Linked DNA regions of Arachis hypogaea: region 1 is linked to region 2. The links are chromatin contacts, called in public Hi-C maps. All regions are on one chromosome and are shown on one strand. The core of a region is the stretch at or near the end of the contact, and the rest is flanking DNA. Distances in the headings are between cores, read along the strand shown. Region 1 holds the start of LOC112703211 (DEAD-box ATP-dependent RNA helicase 16). Region 2 has its middle 12 kb from the start of LOC112703205.

What was found. Hi-C and Micro-C count contacts between places; a contact is called where the count stands out from the background.
Region 1: a contact with region 2 is called in a Hi-C map of leaf, with 9 times the contacts expected there. The contact joins the promoter of LOC112703211 here to the enhancer-like site in region 2. A contact is called at or near these places in 2 of 8 Hi-C or Micro-C datasets (both in leaf).

The regions. Positions count from the first base shown.
Region 1 is chr7:61,160,082-61,164,168 of arahy.Tifrunner.gnm2.J5K5, reverse strand. It overlaps LOC112703211 (DEAD-box ATP-dependent RNA helicase 16), which reads right to left and starts at 1,758. Exons shown (of 16, transcript XM_025754561.3): 1 at 1,355-1,758.
Region 2 is chr7:60,423,512-60,427,680 of arahy.Tifrunner.gnm2.J5K5, reverse strand. No RefSeq gene overlaps it. Among protein-coding and RNA genes, the nearest start is that of LOC112703205, 12 kb to the right of the region's middle. Within about 2 kb of position 1,985, at least 1 of the 3 cell types and tissues checked has open chromatin away from gene starts, as enhancers often do.

The DNA.
Region 1 (4,087 bases), core at 509-3,008, 740 kb before region 2:
AAGTCAAAAAGTAAAACAAAAAATGATAGTGTTGCACAATAAACACACAACAGAGCCTGAAACAAACACACAACAGAGGCTGAAACAAAAACACAACAAAGCCTGAAACAAAAAAATCCAACACGGAGGACGGGTAGCAGGTCGGCAGAGATCAAGAACAGGGACAGTGCAACCAAACAATGAACAAAACAATGAAAACAGAATTTTTTTTATATAACAGAACAATCAAAACATGAATCATACAATCACTAATTGCAAATTTTTTCTTCATAAGAACAGAACAATGAAAACATGAAACATATAATAAATCAAAAGATCACCAATTGCAAATTTTTTACTAAGAACAGAAGTTAGAACAGTGAAAAATGAAGAAAGATTAACAGTTTTCAACCCAATTTTAACAAAGCTCATCACAATGATTAACAACAACAAAAAAAGCAATGAAGGAACAGTGAATCAGTAACATAGGCAGTGCAAATTCAAGAAACTTTAATAAAATTTAACTACAGAAACAGACAGTAAAGTAGTAATAGAGTTATAAATTTAAAATTTATCATCAAATACAATCAGTGAGCAAAACCAGTCAACCAAGTACTGACTGGGCATTCGGGAAAAAAAATCAAAAGAACGTTTAAATCACAGCAAAAACACAACAACAACAATAGGAACATTTAAAACAAAGCAACCCAAAAAAAATCTAAAAATCACCATTGCTGAAAACAATGATTTGATACGTGTATGCTCAAAGAATTAAAAGCTAAGCTTACAGGAAAGTGAAGAATACCCAAACCAAAGAACCTTCAATCACAGCTTAAATCAAGAACAGAAAATCACAACAAAAACAAAAAAAAATTAAAAGTAACAGAAGAAAAACAGAACAACAACACAAGAACAATTAGCAAATTAACAAGTTCACAATAACAGTTAAAATTTACCAGAAGAACACTAATGCAAGTGGAATCATCATGCTAATATGTTTTTTGCAAAGATGCTATTTGTGCAGCTAAAATTTCCTAATTACTAAGATCCAATTATTCTAATTTCACATGCAATCAACTTACTAAGTTTCTAAAAGCTAGAAATTATAAAACCTACCAGAAATATGGTTAAAGCATTTTATCAAACATGTTGAGTGCGGCAAAATTAAAACGAAATAAGAGAATTCAAGGCTTAATATCAATGTGATTTAGAAGAGAACATAACTATTGTAACTTTAATTCATTCTATGAAAAATCCAAACCACTACCAAATCAAATAGTTTCTTATTGTAATGGAAATCAGAAGTTGCAGAGTTTGAAGCAGAGTATTGGTGTTGTGTGAGTGTATTGTCTGGTGACGGGTTTAGGGAACTCACGGCGGCGACAAAAGAGAGCAGTTCGACGACTAGGTGGAGCGCGCGGGTTGGTCGCAGAGTTTGAAGCAGAGCAACGTGGCTTCCAGACGAACGCGAATGCGAACTCGAACGGTGAACGGCTAGTGAACGCGAACGGGGAACGGCTAGCGAACGTGAACGGCGAAGAACGCGAACGTAGACGACAGCTGAACGAAAGAAAGCAGCCGCGATCGGTGACAGCGAACAGGGGTTGAAGACTTGGAGCACGAGGGAAGCTAGATAGACGGACGGATGGAGAACTTTGAGTGCGACGGACGGCGTCAGTATGCCACTCCTTGCGGCGGTGGTGTAGGCTTACAGTGCTAGGGTTTTTTGGCTGGGTTTGTGTTATTTCTATCTGAATGAAAGAAAGAAAGGGAGAAAGCGAGAAAGAAACGGAGCTTCCGTTTTTGTGTAAACCGGGCGGGTTCAGGTTCGGTCCGACCTGCCGGTTCTTGGCCGGTTAACCGTTTCTCACCGGTTTTCTAAACAACGATTTTACATATCTGACCGAACTGCTAATGTTGCTGGTTCGCAGCTGAATCGGTCTGATTGATCGGTCCGGTTCAATTTTCAGAATATTGGTTTTTTTCTTTTTGGTGAGTTTTGGATTGAGGCTAGTGTAGTGTAGGATGTAGTTTCTTCTTTTAAAAAAAATACCCGATCTGAGTTGTATAAATCAGTCGGGTCACCCTTTTTTTTTTTTAAAACCTGCAAGGTTGACTCAAGTCTCTTTGAGTCTGATGGAAATATAGTTATTAGAATCGAATCGGTAATTAATTCGATCATATGACAGGGTTACTGGGTTATTGATTCAACCGATGGGTCACTTATTTATATGGTTGACTCGGTCATAATTAAATAAAAATAAAAAATTATAAAAATAAAATTAAAAATTAAATGCATGTTTTCAAAAAAATATATTAATGACAATCAAATACAATTCTTAGATATAATTTATGGTGTAAAAATAAATAATAAATTAATCACTAGTATAAAATACTTTATCAATTTAAATGAATGAGGGAAAACAAAAGATAACACAATCAATATTAATATATCAATATGTTTGTATATTATGTGTTGTTACTTGTTTGGTATCCATGTTAATCCATGCTTAAAAGAATAAAAAAATAAAAATTCATTCATGGATTATTATATATTTAATTTTTGTCACATATATTAATAAAAAAACAAAATGGGGCGCAATGGTTCAGCAGGGCGCGGGTGTATCGTGGACCCGCACGGTTCAGTGCGGTCTAAAGTGCGAACCGGTCGATTCTTAATGAATTTGACTATCGTTGATCGGTTCAATTGTAAGTTCGGTCCAATCCACCAAGCGAATTGGCCAGACCACCAGTTCATCAGTTTTTCAGTCGAATCGGTCAATCCAGTCCAATTCTAATAACTATGGATGGGAGCACGGTCCAACAAGTACTCAACTTGGTCAAGTGATCGAGTGAGCAAGTTTCCGATCGAATCAGACAAATTGAGTTGAATTTAATAACAATGCAATAAAGTGTAGGGTCATCAGTTATATCATCACATCTATGAAAGCTTAGATATTTTCCATGAAAATAAGTTTATGTTTTTTTTTAATTAAAATTTAAGAATTAAATTAGCAGCTTAGAATAGGGATGCCAAAACTCAAATCCTCATGAAGATTGTCTCAAATAGAGATTCAAAGATGAAGAATTTTTTTCTATGGAGATGGGGATGGGACCAAAATTCTTTCGAGACAGACGTGGGGATCCAAGTGAAGATCTTTACCTCATCTTGACTAATCTCCGAATTTTTAAATTTACTTAAATATCTTTAATAATTTTAATATAAATTTTTTAGTCATTTCACATACTATATATATTGAAAAACTTAACCCTAATTTCCAAAGTGTCTTCCCTTCTCTCCATAATACTAACACTATGTCGTCCCACTCTCCAGTCATCCCAAAAGGCCAAAACTCGCAAATCTCAATATCTCATAGCGTCACAACCATACTCCTCACCACTCTTGCTCAGTGCATATTGTGTCGTCACCCGATCGCTATCTTATTGTCTCTGATTGCGATGTCCTTTCTCGTTTTTACTGCTACGTGACTATGTCCTTGTATGTTGTAATAATGTTTTCTGATTTTTTTTTATTTTTTATTAGAACTTTCATATAAATGATCAATATAGAAAAATGGAGAATGAGGTCCCGTAAAGAATGGAGATTTGTGGAAAATAAAAATGGGGAACAATATTCTTCCATGACGAAAATTAGAGTGGGAATAAGGAACGAATCTAGGGCAGAGACGAAAAATAAATTCAGGACAGAAATGAAAAACGATAAGATATCTTTCACTCCGTCCTGTCCTGGTATCATCTCTAACTTAGAAAGTGTTACTTATTATTTTAAAAAAAATAATGATCTTATATAAGAGGTTTTTTTTATGAAATCAAAACAAAAATTTTATATCTATCAAAATTAATGATTTTTAACCAACTCTTCCTACTCAACATATAATTTACATCACAAGGCATGTCAATTTTTTATTAGCTGCTTTTTTTATCTGGTCAATAATGACACTTGTTGATTTGAGTTGTCTAAATTTAACTAAAATTATTCTTTTCACTGCTTTGTCCTTGTGTTGTGCCTCCACGCCACTCTCTCCTTTCAAAAGATAATAATGTATTTTACACCACTTAATAGGTGAAGTGAAGACCCATAAATTTT
Region 2 (4,169 bases), core at 736-3,235:
GGTTCAACTGAACCAAAACCCTTCACCCTATTAAAGGGACAACCAACTCTGATTAAAGCCACACCCCTCCTTGTTTCTTCCTTAACCGAACCCACAAGAAGCTTCCAACCATGATTACACCTCCTGATCAGCCAAGGTAATGATGAAGCATACATAGGTGTTGCATGGAGCAGAGACCAGCGAAGCCTTCACCACCTCTTCTTCTGACTATATAAGCACCACTCTTCCTTCCTTGAATTCACAGAAAGCAGAGAGAGGGCAAGGAACGAGGAACAGTCAAAGCACCAGTAAGCAAGAACAGGAGCGTTTTTCAAGTTTTCTGGCTCTTCATCAACCACAGCACCAAGAAAAGAAGAATGATAGCCAAGGAAGGAGCTGATCGAAGCTGAAAAGGGAGCTGCATTCCACTCACCCAACTGTTCTTCGAGCTTCTCTGCTAGGTGACGATAGCAACTTCATCTTCTTCCTTTCCTCCTCTAATTCAAAATTTTGATCCTTCCCTTGCTTCATTCTCCTAGTTTACTCAATTTCTGTTAACATAACTAGCATCACAAGCAAAGAGAAGTGAGTGATTTTCCCTCCTCTGTGTTTAATTTGGCCGAATGGCCTGGTGAAATGTAACCAAAACTCCTTGGAATGGTTAGGGTTCGGGTTCAAGGGAGAATCAGGGACAAGTTTTGTGCTTTTGATCAACAAAGAGGTAAGGGTTAGGATGCTAGTTTAGTCTTATATGTTACTGTTAGTTGTGTTTTCTTGTTTTGGATGATTTAGTGTGATTAAATATTGTAATTGTTGCTAAAATTACTACTATGGTGCCTTGATACTGTTGAAACATTGTTGATGTAAATAGCGTAGTGGTGATATTGTAAATTGTGGTATATTGTGCAGAATGTTATATCATTTGTGATATATATATATATATATATATATATATATATATATATATATATATATATATATATATATATATATATATATATATTGATTTGAGGCTCTTGGTGGGAATATGAAATAATAAGAATCAATTATGAGACAATTAAATTAGTGTAGGTTAGAGTTTTAAGGGGATTAAAATCGGTTATTGTATATTAGGGAGAGATACTGTAGAATTTCTGCATAATTTTGGACAGCAACTTGCCATGAGAACTGGGAGCAATCTAGACATATTTTCTACACCAATTGATTTTTCTAATAAATTCCAAGATGTCCAGATTGACCCATAAAAAGTTCAGAAAATTTTGCCAAGTAGTTTGGGAGATATGATTTTTCAAAATTTGGGGTTTTGTGCTGAAAATCCTGCTTCCAGTTTTCAAAACCGTGTCTTCTAGCCAATGTAACTTTTGATTTACGTAACATTTTAAGTTGTAACCAAAAGGATGATGAAATGTTGCTTGCCGAGATTTCAGAAACTGGTTTATGAAAACAGGTCACCATTTTCCCGCTGCATTAATTGCTCATATGAATTGATATGGAACTGGAACTTGTTTTGTTTTAAACTTGAGGAAGTCTAGTATACCTCCACAAAATTTCAGAAGCATTTAGTTAGAAATGAAATTTTGGTGATTTTTACAAAAGATATGTTACTTGTTGTTTTCTGTAGATTTTTAAGTGCAGGGGACAAACTTTTAAAAATTGTATAAAATTCATTTTTAATCCAAATGCTATAAAATTTATACCAAATTAAAGCTCAGGATGTAGAACAACGTTAACCTGAAAAACCAGATAAACAGTCAAGGTTTTCTTAGTATACCGTTAGTTTTCGAATCCTGAAATTTATTTTACATAGATAGCACACGCGTGGATATATAATTTACGCGATTCCGAGTGTGTTTGTCTTATTAATTATTAAATAGAAAAATAGTCACCAAGTAGGCGTTAATCTAAAAGAAAGAGTCAAAAGTATTGAATAATGATTAAAACCCAAAATGCCTTATACCCCAGTCAAAGAAACGTATTAACTGAGCAGAGACCCCGGGTAGGGAAAATGTACTTGCTGAGCAGAGTTGTTAAGTGGGGACACCTATTAGTAAGTGGTATCTGACTGATATGGGTTCGTCTGTATGGTACCCTATTTTTTACTTAATGCACATATGCTATAGCGATTTTATGATTATGGTTTTAGCTTAACTCACACGGGTAAACCTGTGATTTTGGTATCTAACTCAGATGGGTCCACCCATGTGATATCTGTGCTTACTGATTTAGTGGAAAAACCATATTCCGCATCCATTCCGGGTAACATGAGGCTGCGGATAGTCAACCAATGCGTGAGTTTATGATCTGCACTAGAAACAAGCATGCACCATCTTGTTTGCATATGTGAATTTCTTGTGATTGCTTATTGCAGTTTTCTAATTGTCTATGACTAATTCTATTTACCTGCTATATATTTGTACTCTGTTATTTTTATGTGACGATTTTTTATTTAACGAGAATTTAGAGACAAAGATCCTATGATTCCTTTTTTCCTGTTTTACTCTGTTAGGAACTTTAGGTTCTCACCTCCTTTCTTCTTATGTTTGCAGATATAGATAAACTTGGTTTCTTCCTATGTTTGCAGATAGAGATAAACTTGGCAGCTGATGACTTGAGTTTAGAGATGTCTGGAGGAGTTAGTGAAGAATCTTCGTAGGATCACTTTTGAGTAGATGACAGGCACTCTCTATCTGGATCTGTATGACCTTGATCCTTAGTGATACATTTCCCTCTCTTTTGATATTGTTTTGAGAAGTGTTAATTCATTATAAATCAACTTGCATCACTAGAATTTTTATGAAGAGTTTTTGAAGTTAAAATTGTCAAAGAAGAAGCAAAGTTTTAGTTGAATACAATAATCATCAATTTGCTAGATATTGCTAGAAGCTAATATATTGGAAGCTTGAAGATTTTTGAAGAACATTCAAGAGAATAGTACAATTACAACATTCTACAATATTAAAAAAATTCAAAATTAAATTGAATTGAAATTGAAGACCAAGCAATCTAAATTAGAAGATTATAGAAACTACATAAATATAAGTTGAAGGAAGATTCATGAAGACAACTCATAGCATAGTAGTCATTACAAAATTGATTTGTGATTCATAAATTATTATTTTAGTAGGAAGCATTGCCTATATAAAGGCACATATGCCTTGTGTATTGTATGTATGTTCCATGAAATGAAAAAAAAAAATATGATTATGTGAAGTCCTTCTTTGTTCTATTATTTCATATGAGTGTTGATGAAGTTGAGAGATGAAAAATATGATAGCGTCATTTATATGAGTGAGTGATCCTAGGGCCAATTGAAGTGTATCTTTATTGGCTATAGCACAGACTCAAAAGCATACAAGTTGTACAATCTAGTATCAAAGAAAGTGATCATCAGCAGAGACGTGACATTCGACGAGAAAGACATATGGGACTGGAACACAAAGATAGAAAAGCATCCGATTATAATTTCAAATACATGTGATGATGAAGAAGAAAGACAACCTGATGCAACCGAGCAACCAGAATCATCTAGAAGACCTCAAAGAGAGAAGAGACTACCAGCTAGATTAGCAGATTATGAGGTTGGCAATGACAACGATCCGTCTGATGAAGAAATCATAAATTTTGCTCTATTTTCAGATTGTGAGCCGTTAAACTTTGAAGAAGCCTCTAGAGATAACAATTGGAAGAAAGTAATGGATGATGAGATTCATGCCATTAAAAAGAATAACACATGGGAGTTGACAGATTTACCAGCAGATAAGAAGCCGATTGGAGTAAAGTGGGTTTACAAGCCTAAGTACAAACCCAGTGGTGAAGTTGATCGTTTCAAAGCAAGATTAGTTGCTAAGGGATACAAACAAAAGTCAGGTATCAATTATTTTGAAGTATTTGCTCCTGTTGCTAGATTAGACACTATTCGTATGATTATTTCACTCTCGACTCAAAATAAGTGGAAGATACATCAAATGGATATTAAGTCTGCATTTCTAAATGGCACTTTAGAAGAAGAAGTGTATGTTGAGCAACCTGCAGGATATGAAGTTCTTGGAAAGGAAGATAAAGTTTACAAATTGAAGAAAGCTTTGTATGGGCTAAAGCAAGCACCAAGAGCATGGTACAAGAAGATTGATTCTTATTTTATTGAGAATGGTTTCAAAAGATGTCCATTTGAACATACTCTTTATATCAAG